Regions from separate parts of the Mus musculus genome. Here region 2 is linked to region 1. A link is a contact called in public promoter capture Hi-C data. All regions are on one chromosome and are shown on one strand. The core of a region is the stretch at or near the end of the contact, and the rest is flanking DNA. Distances in the headings are between cores, read along the strand shown.

Region 1 (6,480 bases), core at 3,670-6,169:
ACCTTTGTACGAGTCCTCATTGATCCCCAGGGTCTCATGTAGGTGCTGTCTCTCTGCAACAGGACACTTGCATCACGTAGCTGGATGTTGCTGCTCCTTTCTCAAAGTGCTGCCCACCCCTTACAGAGCGTAAACTCCCCATCTTTGTTCATCTTTGCACATTCCATTGAGCAGGTAGGAACAGCAGCTCTGTCGACATCTGTCTAGGTCTGAATCCAACCCTCACCACTTATCACCTCTATGACCTTGGCCGAGTTGCCTAACCTTTTCCAGTCTCTATTTTCTTGTTTTAAAAATGAGAATAAAGCTAGGTTGTAGTGGTTCACACCTGTAATCTCTGCCAGTCTAGGTAAACCTAGGCAGTGTCTCAAAAGAGCAAAAACTCACACACACACACACACACACACACACACACACACACACACACACACACACACAGAGCGAGAGAGAGAGAGACAGACAGACAGACAGAGACAGACAGACAGACAGACAATAATAAAAGAAAAGGAAGACAATAGCAAAAACGCAACTTCTTAGGTTGCTTTAACAGTTAGATGGTGTAGTGTGCTGATGTGTCTCAGAACTGAAGCTTGGCCAGGATCTCACACATGCTAGGCAAACACTCTATACTGAGTCATGACACAGCCTTGACATTTAACATCAACATCTACATATGCTTTCTTTTCTACTAACTATCCCCTCCCTGAAGATCAAATTTGGGTATGTTTTCATTTGTATTTACACACAGTCACTGTGTCTGGTCAGTGCCTTAAGCCAGTATGAACTCCTTAAACCTGTCTGTCTCTTATGCAGACCAGTCTGAGAAGCATGACATCAAGTTTATCCAAGGCTAGGTCTCGTAACACACATCTTAGTCCTGACCTTGGGAGGCTAAGAGCAAGAGACTTTCAAGTTCAAGACCAGATTCTACTTATATTATCATTTACTCTTCCCTGTAGCTATTTGAAGCAGTTATCTTTAACAATGCATTCTAAAGATAAGAAAAACCACTAATATACAGACAGGGCCAAGGTTTGGGTTCAAGCTGACCTGGTCCCAAATCCTATGTCCCTACTGACCCCAGACTCACTGACCCAGAAACTCTCTTTCTTCCCCCTGGTGAGGGAGAGGGGTGGGTTTTCACACAGAGAATGAGATGTTTTTGCAGAAGCTTTTCTTTGTTTAAAAAAAAAGGGGGGGGTGCTTTGCTCAAGACTTGAAAGCTCCAATTATAACTTCTCCACACCCTTCTTTTCTCCTTATTTTGCCTTTGGGCCCCATTCCTTAGTCATATGCTAGGACACCCTAAACTTGTAGCCACTAGTGACTGAAGAATTGCCTTCTGGGAATATATGTTCCCTGTAAGAGTTTTTCCCAGCCTGTGAGAAAGAAGTCCATTGGTTACTTCCCCAGGGCTCAACTAGGATGGACATTTCATAATGACCTCCTACGACATTTCCCTCCTCCGGGAAGTCACCCCAGCATAGCCGAACTTCAAGAGCTCTGATCATTCAAACTCTATGCATTTGGCTTATTCAGGATTGATCTAAGCTCACAAGAAGTGTCTGCTAGCATCCTACGTCTGCTTCTCCTGTGTGCCTATACATTTGTGTCTATACATTTGTTGGAAGCCTGAATGGATGCCGTGCTTAAGGAACAGCTGGTCCCAAGGCCTGTGTTCAGGCCCCTCTCTGGCAGCCGGAGGGAAAGGGAAGCGCTGGGCTGGACATCCATCGCAGCCCCTGCCCCTACCCCCACTTAAGAAGAGTGTCAGCTGCAGCCACTCTTTCAGCTGCACTTCATTCCTGAAACTCGACCCTCCTCCTCTTCCAGGCAAGGAGAGAGGAACAGTGCTCTAGCTCCGGGAGTTAATTGAGCCAGGGTCTCTGAACTCTCAACCTCTCTCCTGCATTGATTATTATAATTCATGCTTCTTGCTTCAGGAAATTTGGCCATTTGGCTATGTTGGTTTGGTTTTGTTTTGTTTTGTTTTGTTTTGTTTTGTTTTGTTTTTTAGGAACAACTCTTCTTGGTTGAATTTCGGTGTCAAGGAAAGAAATGGGTAAAAGAGGGAACATGGGATGCCCTGGACAAAGACAATTTCACAACCTGTTAAAGTTGCCTTTTGCAACAGGTTCATCCCGTAGGGTCTACAGGGCATTCTTGACAGGAATTTAATACAATAAGCAAATGCAGACCTTAATCAGAATTGCATGAGGCATTCCTGGGCAAGAACCAGAAAGAAGACAGTCCTTTTGGATGGCACAGAAGATCCCGTCTGGAGTGAACCAACCGCACACAAAAGCCTGTATGTAATGTTTGTAATACTTAGGCCACTACAGCCTGAGAGTATAGAGAAGCCCAAGGGTCCCTATCCACGCCATAGCCAAGATCCACAAATTCAATCCCTACAGTCTATGGAGGAAGGCAGCTCAGGTGCGGGCCCAGGCTAACAGCACTTTGCTTTCCTCTTTGCTCCAATTAGGGATAGTGAGGCTCAGAGGTCAGCTTTGCTATTGGGATACTGAGGTGAGGCAGCAGGGGGTGAAACACTGATAGCTCTGCCCATTGCTCTGCTGGGACTCTTCTTCAGTAAGCTGATGGTGGGGAGGGAGCAGGGGACCACGGGGTGGGGAGTGAAGAACTTTGCCATCAGAGTGTCATTCTGGGCCCTGGGCCAGGCAGTTGGCTTCCTCTCCAAGATAGTCAAAGGCTGGAGATGCTCAGACAAAAGGCCAAATGAAAACCGAAGGGGAGTGGGTGACTTTAGTCTCTCCTTCTCCCAGGCACAGGGACTCAAGGCCTTGGTGGGGGTTTGCAGATCAAAATCTGGGAGCTCAGCTCAGTGCAGATTTCTTTTCTTTCTTAAAAAATTCTCTTGACATCAGCAGACTGTCTTCTCCCCCACCACCTCCCACATAGAGTGCCATAAAATGCAAATCAGTTAAGATTTAGAAAATCCATCCCCATGCCAGGAACACCCACAGACCCTCTATAGATGCTTCTCCTGGTGTGGTGGCATGATCCCAGGTGCCAGGCACAAAGAGGATAGATACTATTAGAATCTGTTCTTTTCTCAGCATGGGCTTTGATCCTCAGCCATGATCTTGGTCTTTCTGGTACTGGCCACGTGAAGTGGGACCGTGAGCAGGGGACTTTATTTATGGTCCAAGACCACCATCCCAAACTAGCATGGCATGCATATGTAAACTGATAAGGTACAGGACCTGGTACAGTTCGGAAGAGCAGCAAAGACGTGTTTTGGAGCGCTAGTAACTTTCATATCTGCATGTCATCACAGAAAGGGCTCAGAGGGAAGGACTAAGGAAGTGAACTATAACGTGAAAAGGCAGTCTCTTGGACCAGACCGGACAAGACTAGGGCCAGGTCGTCTTGGTCAGGAGCATCAATGAAAGCACCTGCTATTCTACTTCTGCTTCCTCTCTCCACCCTACTACCACCAAAGCCTGCCTGTTACACATTGCCAGGCAGGCAGAGTGGAATCTCTGCAGCTAGGACTGGAAAGGTTATCTCTCGGGATCTTAAGAAGCCTGAGCTGGGCACTCTCTGAATCCAGATCTGCCTGGGTGACCTGACTGAATAGAAGAAAGAAGGAGCTAAGTGAGCCAGGAGGGCCTACTGCCATGGGAGATAAAAATGAAGGAGACATTGAGAGGTGGAGTGGGAGGTAGAAGCTAAGGCAGTCTAGATGGAGAAGGGACGGGCGGAGCTGAGAAAAGACGCACATTACCTACCTATCTGTCTGAATCCTGGTGGTAAAGGAAAACCAGAAGGGAGGGAGAAAGGGAGGGAAGGAGGGGAAGGAGGAGGGAGAGGGGAAAGAGGAGAGAGAAGAGAGACAAGAGGAGAGAGAGGCAAGAGAAAGAAATCAGAATTCACCTGGCTTCCCTAACACAGCCTTAACAGTCACTTATCCCTCTTCAGTGATTCATCCCCCCACTCCAGGGTAGCATACTCACCCTCAGCACCCCGAGGCCCCGCACACTCCCAGCGCACTCCCCAAGCCCAGACCTGACATCTGGCCGAGCCTCCACAACTCCCGCTCCGCGATCTGCCAGGCGGCACCCCTCCTCCCCCGTCATTACAGCTGCCACCCCCCTCCCTGCTGGCAGACAAGCCCGGGCAGACAGCCGGCCAAGCCTGCCCCCGCAGCCGCGCCAGCTCTGCCAAGCCCAGCAGAGCTGGGGGCCCCGGGCGGTGCCAGCTCCCCACGAGCGAGCGAGCAGTCCAGCCTGACCTCCTGCACAGGGCAGGGACCTGTCTGCGCGCTTCAGGAGCCCGGCACCCGACCACTGGCGCCCGATGCCTGTGCCTGTCATTCCTGCGACTCTGGACACTTGAGCCTTACTCCGTCCGTGTGCCTGTCCCCTCTGGGTGTGTCCTCCTTTCTCTTCAGTTGTTCTGTCACATTCAACTTATCTGGGTGCTCTGACTCCCTGTTACTTGTCCATATCTCATCAGAAATCTTTGCCAAAGTTTGTTACCTCTGAGCAACGTCCCTAGCCTCTACCTACCAGTTGGCATCCTCTCTCCTCTCCTCTCCTCTCCTCCCCTCTCCTCTCCGCTTCCGCCCGGTGCACGGAGCGCGGGGGGGGGGGGGGGGGGCAAGTCAGGTACCTAGGTCTGGGTGGAGCAGTCCTCCCTGTCCCCAGGCTCCTGCTCCGATCTTACCAGCTCCTGTTTGAGGCGACGCAGATAGCAGTCCATGTCCTTGCTCTCCTTTGTCATTCGCCCATTTGCTGGGCTCGGGCTCACGAGAAAGTAGGGTTCTCAGTGCGCTCCGCGCCCTTATCCGCGCTGAGCCGAGCCTCAGCTCCAGCGTGGGGACTTAGAGCGGCGTTCCCCGCTGCTGCCGCTCAATGCCCGGGATAGGGGCGGAGGAAAAGTGCAGCAGCCAATGAGAACTCAGAAGGGGTATCTTCGGCCAATGGGAAGAGCGGTCGGGGAGGGGGGGTGCTCGGGCCTGGCGACCCGAGAAAGTCTGTCACCGGCCTTGCAGACAGCAGCAACTACTGGGAGACTCGCAGAGGTCTTGATTAGGTTCTGGGTTCTGTGGGGCATGGAACTGGCAAAGCCCCCAGTCAAGTGCATTCATTGTCTATTATAAAGGAAGAACGCAGTTTTAGGATTGAGGACTAGGACTAGGCAGGAGGGTCACAGTGTTGAATCTTAACTCCTTTCAGAGAAGAAAACGCTCTCCTTTGCCTTCCCCTTAAATCCCTCAGAAGCCTTTTCTTTCTAAAGAGGGTCCTGGAAGTTCACGGCTCCATTTCATCTCCTCCGGGCCCACTCCTCTCTAGCGCTAGCGGAAGGAAGCGGCTTCCGCTAGGTCTCAGCTGGTGTGGCAGTCTATTGTGTTCAAGGTAGACCTGGTGATACTGAGTAAGAGAGACAAGGTCTCAGCCTTGCATAACTTTTATCGTGGAGGAGAAGGAACTATGAGACAAACAAGTAAATATGAGGATAGTCACTTCAGAGAGCGAATTTTAATGGAAGATTTAAAGATGGGGTGTTGGGAGCTGTTTCAATAGAGTTGGCAGGGAGTGGAGAAACAGGCCTTTCCCTTCCTAGAACTCCCTAATGCTGGCCTTCTTGAATAGGGGAGAAGAGGACTTGAGGACGCTCTGAGGATAGTTGACAGGCATTTCCCTGGTACCCATGCAGTAACTCCTAGGGGTGTAAGGGGTGGAGTTGGGGCACAGCGAAAGGGGTGCTTCTGCAGGCCAGTCCAACTCGATACTTCTAAAGCCGGCCTCCTGGCCACTTGCCTGACTTAAGTTACCCTCGGTGAGCAAACACCTCACCATTCGGCCTGCCAGAGTAATTAGTAACAATTTGCTTTGCTTTGTTTCAAGAAAATTAATAGGGGAAAGTTTGCCCCTGGCAAGATTTTGGTGGTCTGTGTGAGACAGAACCAAAAGGATGCAAGAGAAGCCGCGAAGGGAGAAAGCAGACACTGTGGACATTCATTTGATGCCAGCCAAGATCACTTCTTCAAAAACATTTAGGGGGTAGGTGAAGAACTTGGTGACTGTGACTATGCTCCTGGCCTATCTTCTCACTCCTCTTCAGAGTGATGTGCCAGTCAGAAAGTTAGGCTGGACGGTGTTGGTGCTGTTGAATCAGTTCAAGAAAGTAGTGGGTCAGAGCAGCATCCTCCACCATGACCCTCCTAGGAAACAGAGGTGGGTTCCCCACCCTGAAGCCCCACCCCTTTTACACAGTTATATCTTCACCCTGCAGAACAGCAGCCGGTTGTAAGGAGCTCTCGGTAAACATTTGCAGATCTGTGGTTTTCTCCATCCCTGAAACCTGGGCATGAACATCTTTGGAATTTAGGGTACTGGCTGTGGTTGAACTGCCAGGAGAGGCAAGCAGTCTGAGCTCTTGACAAAAATGTAGCACTGTGGTTGGGGCAACAACTCAAATGCTTTCCTGGGCCTCAGTTTCCCCTGCATA
Region 2 (6,312 bases), core at 400-2,899, 300 kb before region 1:
GGGCTCCAGCTGTGTACATAGCAGAGGATGGCCTAGTCGGTCATCATGGGAAGAGATGGTCCTCCCTTGGTCCTGTGAAGGCTCTATGCCCCAGTGTAGGGGAATGCCAGGGCCAGGAAGCAGGTGTGGCTGGGTTGGGGAGCAGGGGGAGAGGGGAGGGGATAGGGGGGTTTTGGAGGAGAAACCAGGAAAGGGGGTAACATTTGAAATGCAAATAAAGAAAATATCTAATAAAAAAAATCTTAGCGGATGCTCACAGTCATGCTCAAGGAGCACAGGGTCCCCAATGAAGGAGCTAGATCAAGGACCCAAGGAGCTGAAGGGGTTTGCAGTCCCATAGGAGGAACAACAATATGAACCAACCAGTACCCCCAGAGCTCCCAGGGACTAAACCACCAACCAAAGAAAACACATGGTGGGACTCGTGGCTCTAGCTGCATATGTAGCAGAGAATGGACCAGTTGGCCATCAATAGGAGGAGAGGCCTTTGGTCCTGTGAAGGTTCTATACCCCAGTATAGGGGAATGCCAGGGCCAGGAATGGGAGTGAGTAGATTGGGGAGCAGGGGAGGAGGGAAGGGATAGGGGATTTTCAGAGGGAAAACTAGTAAAGGGTTAGATGTAAATAAAGAAAATATCTAATAAAAAAATCTAAAAAATAATCTAAGGAAGGAAGGAGAGAGGGGGGGGGAGGGAGGAAGGGAGGGAGGGAGGGAGGGAGGGAGGGAGGGAGGGAGGGAGGAAGGAAGACACACAGCAGCATGGGCCAGACAGTGTGTCTTGTTACCTCCTATACCTGGACAAGTCGTAAAGCTACCCTAAAACACAGGGGAGAAAAGTTCTTGTTTCTGCACAGGACAAAGTTTAATAACAAACATTCTGATGTTCTTTCTCTCAGTAGTATGAAAAAGCTCAAAGGTTAGTTGGCTGTTATCTATGTGATGAAAACCTTTTACGTTGACAACTGCTAGGAAGTACACACTGTGTGGTTTTGCTTCCACAGCCTTAAAACACTCAGCAAACCTGTCAGTAGAATTATGAGGATACTGAGACTTACAAAAATGTTAAATTATTAAGCTCTTCAACAATGCAAATGCACTCTTAGTGTTCCACTGAGAGCCATTAGCTTTTGAAAGCCTCCTACCCACACGTTCCTGCGCTCTCCTACCCCTGCACCCCTACACACACACACACACACACACACACACACACACACACACACACACACACGATCTCAGACTTGAGGAAAAAGAAAAACGGATCTAAAATGGACCTGATGGGGTCCTTGCTGTCAGCGCAATCTCAACACCCACCTGCCCCACAGTCCTCTGCTCCAGGCATCGTTCAGAGGCACAATCTTCCTCACTTGTCAGCACAGAGTTTTCTCCTTTTCTGGTCCCCGGAGTCCAGACCTAGGGTGATCTGAGCCCCATAGACCTACCTTTACAGCAGTGTATTCTTCGTGGACTTTTCCAAAGAAGTTTTCCACACACTCACCCATGTAGCCCTTCCACCTGGTGCCTAGCTGGTGCCACCCTCTAGAGTTAAGAGCCTCAAAGCTTAGATGTAACTTGACCTGTGTCCTGAGCAACCTGCTGCGCAGGCGCGCTCAGAGCTCTCCGCGGTTCCGTTCCCTTGGCAACGTAGTACACAGAGCTAATCCTAGCACCCTGCAGGATGTGCTTCAGCAGAATAGGTAAGGAGAGTAGCAGAGATTTACAGAGCAGACAGCAGAAGAAGGGTAAGAAGAGCAGGAGAGATGAACACGGAGGAAATACCGGTTGCTCCTCCGCTCCGTGGAGTTACACCTGCTTTACAATGTAAGAGTTGGCAGCACGGTCCCCTTGCCCCATGCTTCCCTCCACCCACGTGCTCACCTGGAGTTTCTTCTCTTGATCTTTAGGGAAGGTGAATAATTACTCCTTTGGAACACGTCAAGCGAGGAAACTCTTTCCTCACTACCATCCCCCAACCTGGCTGGGGAACCTGTATCTCCCTCTTAGGGGAATGCCCCACACAGGCCCTGGGTGTTATGCAGCAGCAACAGATGTAAGTATTCACTTCCCCTTGGGTGGGACTCAGTTTCCTGTCTACAGCAGGATGCATAGGTGTTCTGGGAGAAAAACTGCTCTATGTGTAACTTTAATTTCTGGGTCCCAATATGAGACAAGCTGTAGAGCCTATGTGTAAACTACGATAGTTCGCCACTTTCCATCCCCCACTAAACGCAAGCTTGTCTTCATATAATCCCTTCCCTGTCTTCACTTCCAGCGCCCTCTTGAGCTGTCAGTCAGTACAATCTTCAGGCTGACTCTTCCATAAAAGTAAATTCAGTTGTTGACAGCTCTAAAGACTGAAGCCATTGGGATACACAGAAATTCATGTGTTTGTCTGTCCAGCCACACCTCTTTGCAAAGTCACTTGTGTCATTTGTTGAACTCTATGCTTTTGACTATAAAAGAACCAAGACAAGGTGGGGGAAGGCCATGTCTTGCAGAGAAGTTTACACATTCTGTATTCACTCCACTTTGAAGGCCGTTCTAGGATTGTGTTACTAATTCTGATGCTTTTCTTCTTTCTCCACCCCACCCCACCACCGCACCACCACCACCCCAACCCCACGCCCACCCCACCCCCCACCCCACCCCGCCTTCGTTCTCTTCCTTCCACTGGAAGTGGAATGGTTTGGCATATAATCTATCGAAAGTCCCAACCAGTACGAAAGGCTATGCTATTGGAGCCAGGACAGCTGTGAGGTTTAAGCCAATCAGCAAGGTAATGTTCTGGGATTGTTCTGGGTGGATCATGTGGCAACATAAATTTATGTTGAGACATTAACACAGGTAGATGATTGGGAAGCAGGGAGAAAAGCCCTTCACTAAAGAAATGGATCCAAAGCAAGGTTTTAATAACCAAAAGTTGAAATTGAGAACCTACATACATCACGTTATCTTGTCAGTTAAAGGATAAATTCCAACTTTTTTACTTTGTGGTATATGTGTCTGGCTAGATTTCAAGTCTAATTATGTGGGGGGAAATCTTATCTTTCTTTTTCTGATGTAGTTCTGAGCCTAGACTGCACCAGGCAAATGTGCTTTCACTGAGCTCTAACCGGGCTGCATAAGTTCCTACTCTCTTATTAGTGGTTTTCCACATAGACAGTCAAGGACTGGAGATACTAACTATAAAATTCTCCCAGTGGTAGACTGTACCAACTAACATTGGTTCCTTACCCATACTAAGTTTATTTCTGTGTGTTGTATGTCATTATACAACTTCCCCAGCCCCATACTAGGTTTTTGCCTACAAGGCCCTATTTCTACATCTTTGACACACTAACCTGTATGTAGATGACTTATAAACAGGATAAAAATGACTCTGTTTTGTTTACCTTAAGTGATTTGTGTTAAATTATATCTTATCAAGATATAGATTATATCTTATGAAAGATATCTGTATTTAATCCACTAATCTTTTTGTGATTACAGGATGTGACACCATACCCAGGGATGTATCAGAAAGTTGATACTTTGAGTGAAAAACACAAAAAAAGCTTTGCTCCATTTAATATCTTGATGCCTCGATTTAGGAGTGCAGCAAAGGGTGATTCTTACCCCGGGTATGTCTACTGCTTACTGTGCATTTCGAAGGGAAATAGGAAAAGAAGTACATAAAGCAGGAATTACATCCAAACTTTCTCAGCTAAATCTTTAAAGATTTGATATCTAACTTTCCAGGTCTCTGGTACTGTTTAGGTTGTAGAGTCAGTTATTAATTCAGTAGATATTTGCTAATGTGTCCGGCGGTTTTGTAGCTTCCATATATCATTCACTATACCCACCAAACAGGGATCCTGATCTCCTGGAGATTACATATTAGAACTAACAAACTCAGACATAAATACTCGAGAAAATATCAACAGTAGTAAGAATACTAACCATATAATTCACTAATCAAACTTCAACACTTCCACGAGTGAAGTAGGCCAAGTGACAGTTACCCCAGGACAGTAGCATAAGCCCTGTCACGCTCACACCTGAACATGTGGTGAGCTGGTGCTGTCCTATAGAGAGAGGCATTAGAACAGGATGTAGAGCGATACGCTGGAGGCTACTTTATCTGAGATTGTTAAGGAAAGCATTCAGCAAGTACTATTGGATCTGAGACCTGAACAAATAGATTAAGTCATTTCTATGAAGGTGTAAAGACAGAGCAGAAAGAACCACAAGCACAAAAACTTTAAATTAAGAAAGAATTTGATGAGGTCGAAAAGGAGAGACATTATCATGGCTAGGGTATAGTGAGAAGGAAGGAAATATCCCCTCACAATAGAGTCTGTAAGAGGATTACAAACAAAGGCAACCCAAAACTAATCTCAGTGACAAGAAAAGCAAATGGTTCTGCTTTGCTTGTCCCTAGATTGTAGGCTAGGTTGTTGCTGAATGTCTTTCATGAAGTTCAGATCTTGGGCAGCACTTATCTGTCATCACAGTGGGTCTCTGACCACTCACTCTTCTGGTATCTGCTGGCCTGTCGGCTGAGGACACTGAGTTACAGAAATATTCTTAAACTAGAGTCTGTCATTACCCTATTTGGATGTTGAGGCTGGTTTTCTTTAACCTAATGAGAAATAAAATAACAGGGAAATGATGCTCATGTTTGCCTGACATCAAAAGGCTAGTCCTCTTTTCCCAAAGACTGGTAAGATGTTTTGTTCAGTCATCTACCATGATATCTGTATTTCTATTTATTTCTAGCCCTGGCACATACAATCCAGAGATGAAGTCAGTCCCAAAAGTTACTTGGCCAATGAAATTTGGATCTCCAGACTGGTCTCAGGTTCCATGTCTAGAGAAAAGGACTCTAAAGGCTGAGGTAATAAGAGTGGCCTTTAAAACACTGTTCTGTCTAGTACTACATACTATATATCATTTATTCTTAACCAGAAGTCTGTAAGTGAAATTAAGGTAGTTCATGATCCCCTGAAGGAGTGAGTGTGTGTGTGTGTGTGTGTGTGTGTGTGTGTGTGTGTATGTGTGTGTGTGTGTGTGTGTGTGTGTGTGTGTGTGAATGTGAGGATCTTTTTGGAGAGTTATACATCTGCATTAGCATTTTATAAATAATTATGACTAACCAAATATCATATTTTATTTGTTCCTTAGATAAGGGAATAACTGCTTCTGATAATCCCTTAAAGTAAACAAGAAAAAATAGCCTATATAACATAGGAAGATATTGAGAATAGTAATGATTAGGTGACTGGGCAGCTGCAGTTCATATTTATAACTCCTGATTCACTGCTCTTTCTGACATATCACATGTGAGTCAGATCACTGCAGAACTGGAGAGCATCCTGGTCAAGAATGTGGAGCGTATTACCTGTCTTTAAATAAGAGTTCTGTCTTGGGTTCCTTTATGGTCTTTAGGGATTTTCTATGCATCAATTTTTATCTTTAAAATGGATTTAATAATGCAATTAATTTTTCTGGCATTGTTATAAAGCTTAATAACAGTTATATGGAAAATCATTTAATACGGTACATAAGAATATGTACCTAATATGGATTTGCCATCATAATTCTAGATTTATGTTTTTTCCCTAGTGGAATTGAGGATTATGTCCATAAATATTTGTTATATGCTTAATATATAGATGTATATGCTAGGGCCTATGGGTAACATAGTTAAACGTACAATCCTTGCCTTCAAGATGCTGATCAACTACTCAGAATTTTCCACATAGCTACTAATTCCTAGCATGATAAACACCAGAGTATGATGTTCTCAGTTCACAAATGTTGAATCACTACACCTCAATTATTATTGGGCCTGGCTTTACTTAGACCATAGGGTCAGTACTGTGAAGTTTTATTTCATGTAGCCAGGAAGATCGGAAGCAGAAGATCCTCACTAGGATACTAAGCTAGACAATTTTCTTTCGTTGCAGCTGTCCGCAGACAAGGACTTTAGAAAGCATCGTAGCCGTGTGGCCTACTTTAGCCTATATTACCAGTGAAATGTAGGCACTGTCTTCACGTGCTGTCCTGACCACAGAGTCTCCAGAACTGAGGACATAATTGCTCCTGTATTTCTGTGTTCCTCGGCCCTCTTGTCTGCCCATTTCGTGTCCAGAGAGGGACAGGGTCTCATTGTCACCCTCCAAATACATAAAGGCTGGTTCAGAATGTTCCTACTCTGTCTCTTTGTTTGTGGTCTAGTTGTCCCTGTTGGTTATCTAACCAGATTGTTTTATTTTTGAGAAATACTCAGGGATCTCTTAAATACTGCTTCTCGTTCTCAGGTATCCATCTTG

Evidence for each region. Capture Hi-C pulls out chosen DNA fragments and counts their contacts.
Region 2: a promoter capture Hi-C map of liver shows a contact between it and region 1, with 3 times the contacts expected there. The contact joins the promoter of Pifo here to the promoter of Inka2 in region 1. A contact is called at or near these places in 1 of 39 promoter capture datasets (pre-B cells) and 1 of 9 other capture datasets (liver).

What each region holds. Positions count from the first base shown.
Region 1 is chr3:105,703,038-105,709,517 of GRCm38.p6, reverse strand. It overlaps Inka2 (inka box actin regulator 2), which reads right to left and starts at 4,919. Exons shown (of 2, transcript NM_175398.4): 1 at 4,693-4,919. The coding sequence starts at 4,749.
Region 2 is chr3:105,996,834-106,003,145 of GRCm38.p6, reverse strand. It overlaps Pifo (primary cilia formation), which reads left to right and starts at 1,649. Exons shown (of 6, transcript NM_029604.3): 1 at 1,649-1,819; 2 at 1,903-2,048; 3 at 2,676-2,774; 4 at 3,488-3,618; 5 at 4,757-4,874; 6 at 5,947-6,189. The coding sequence starts at 1,759. The coding sequence ends at 6,015.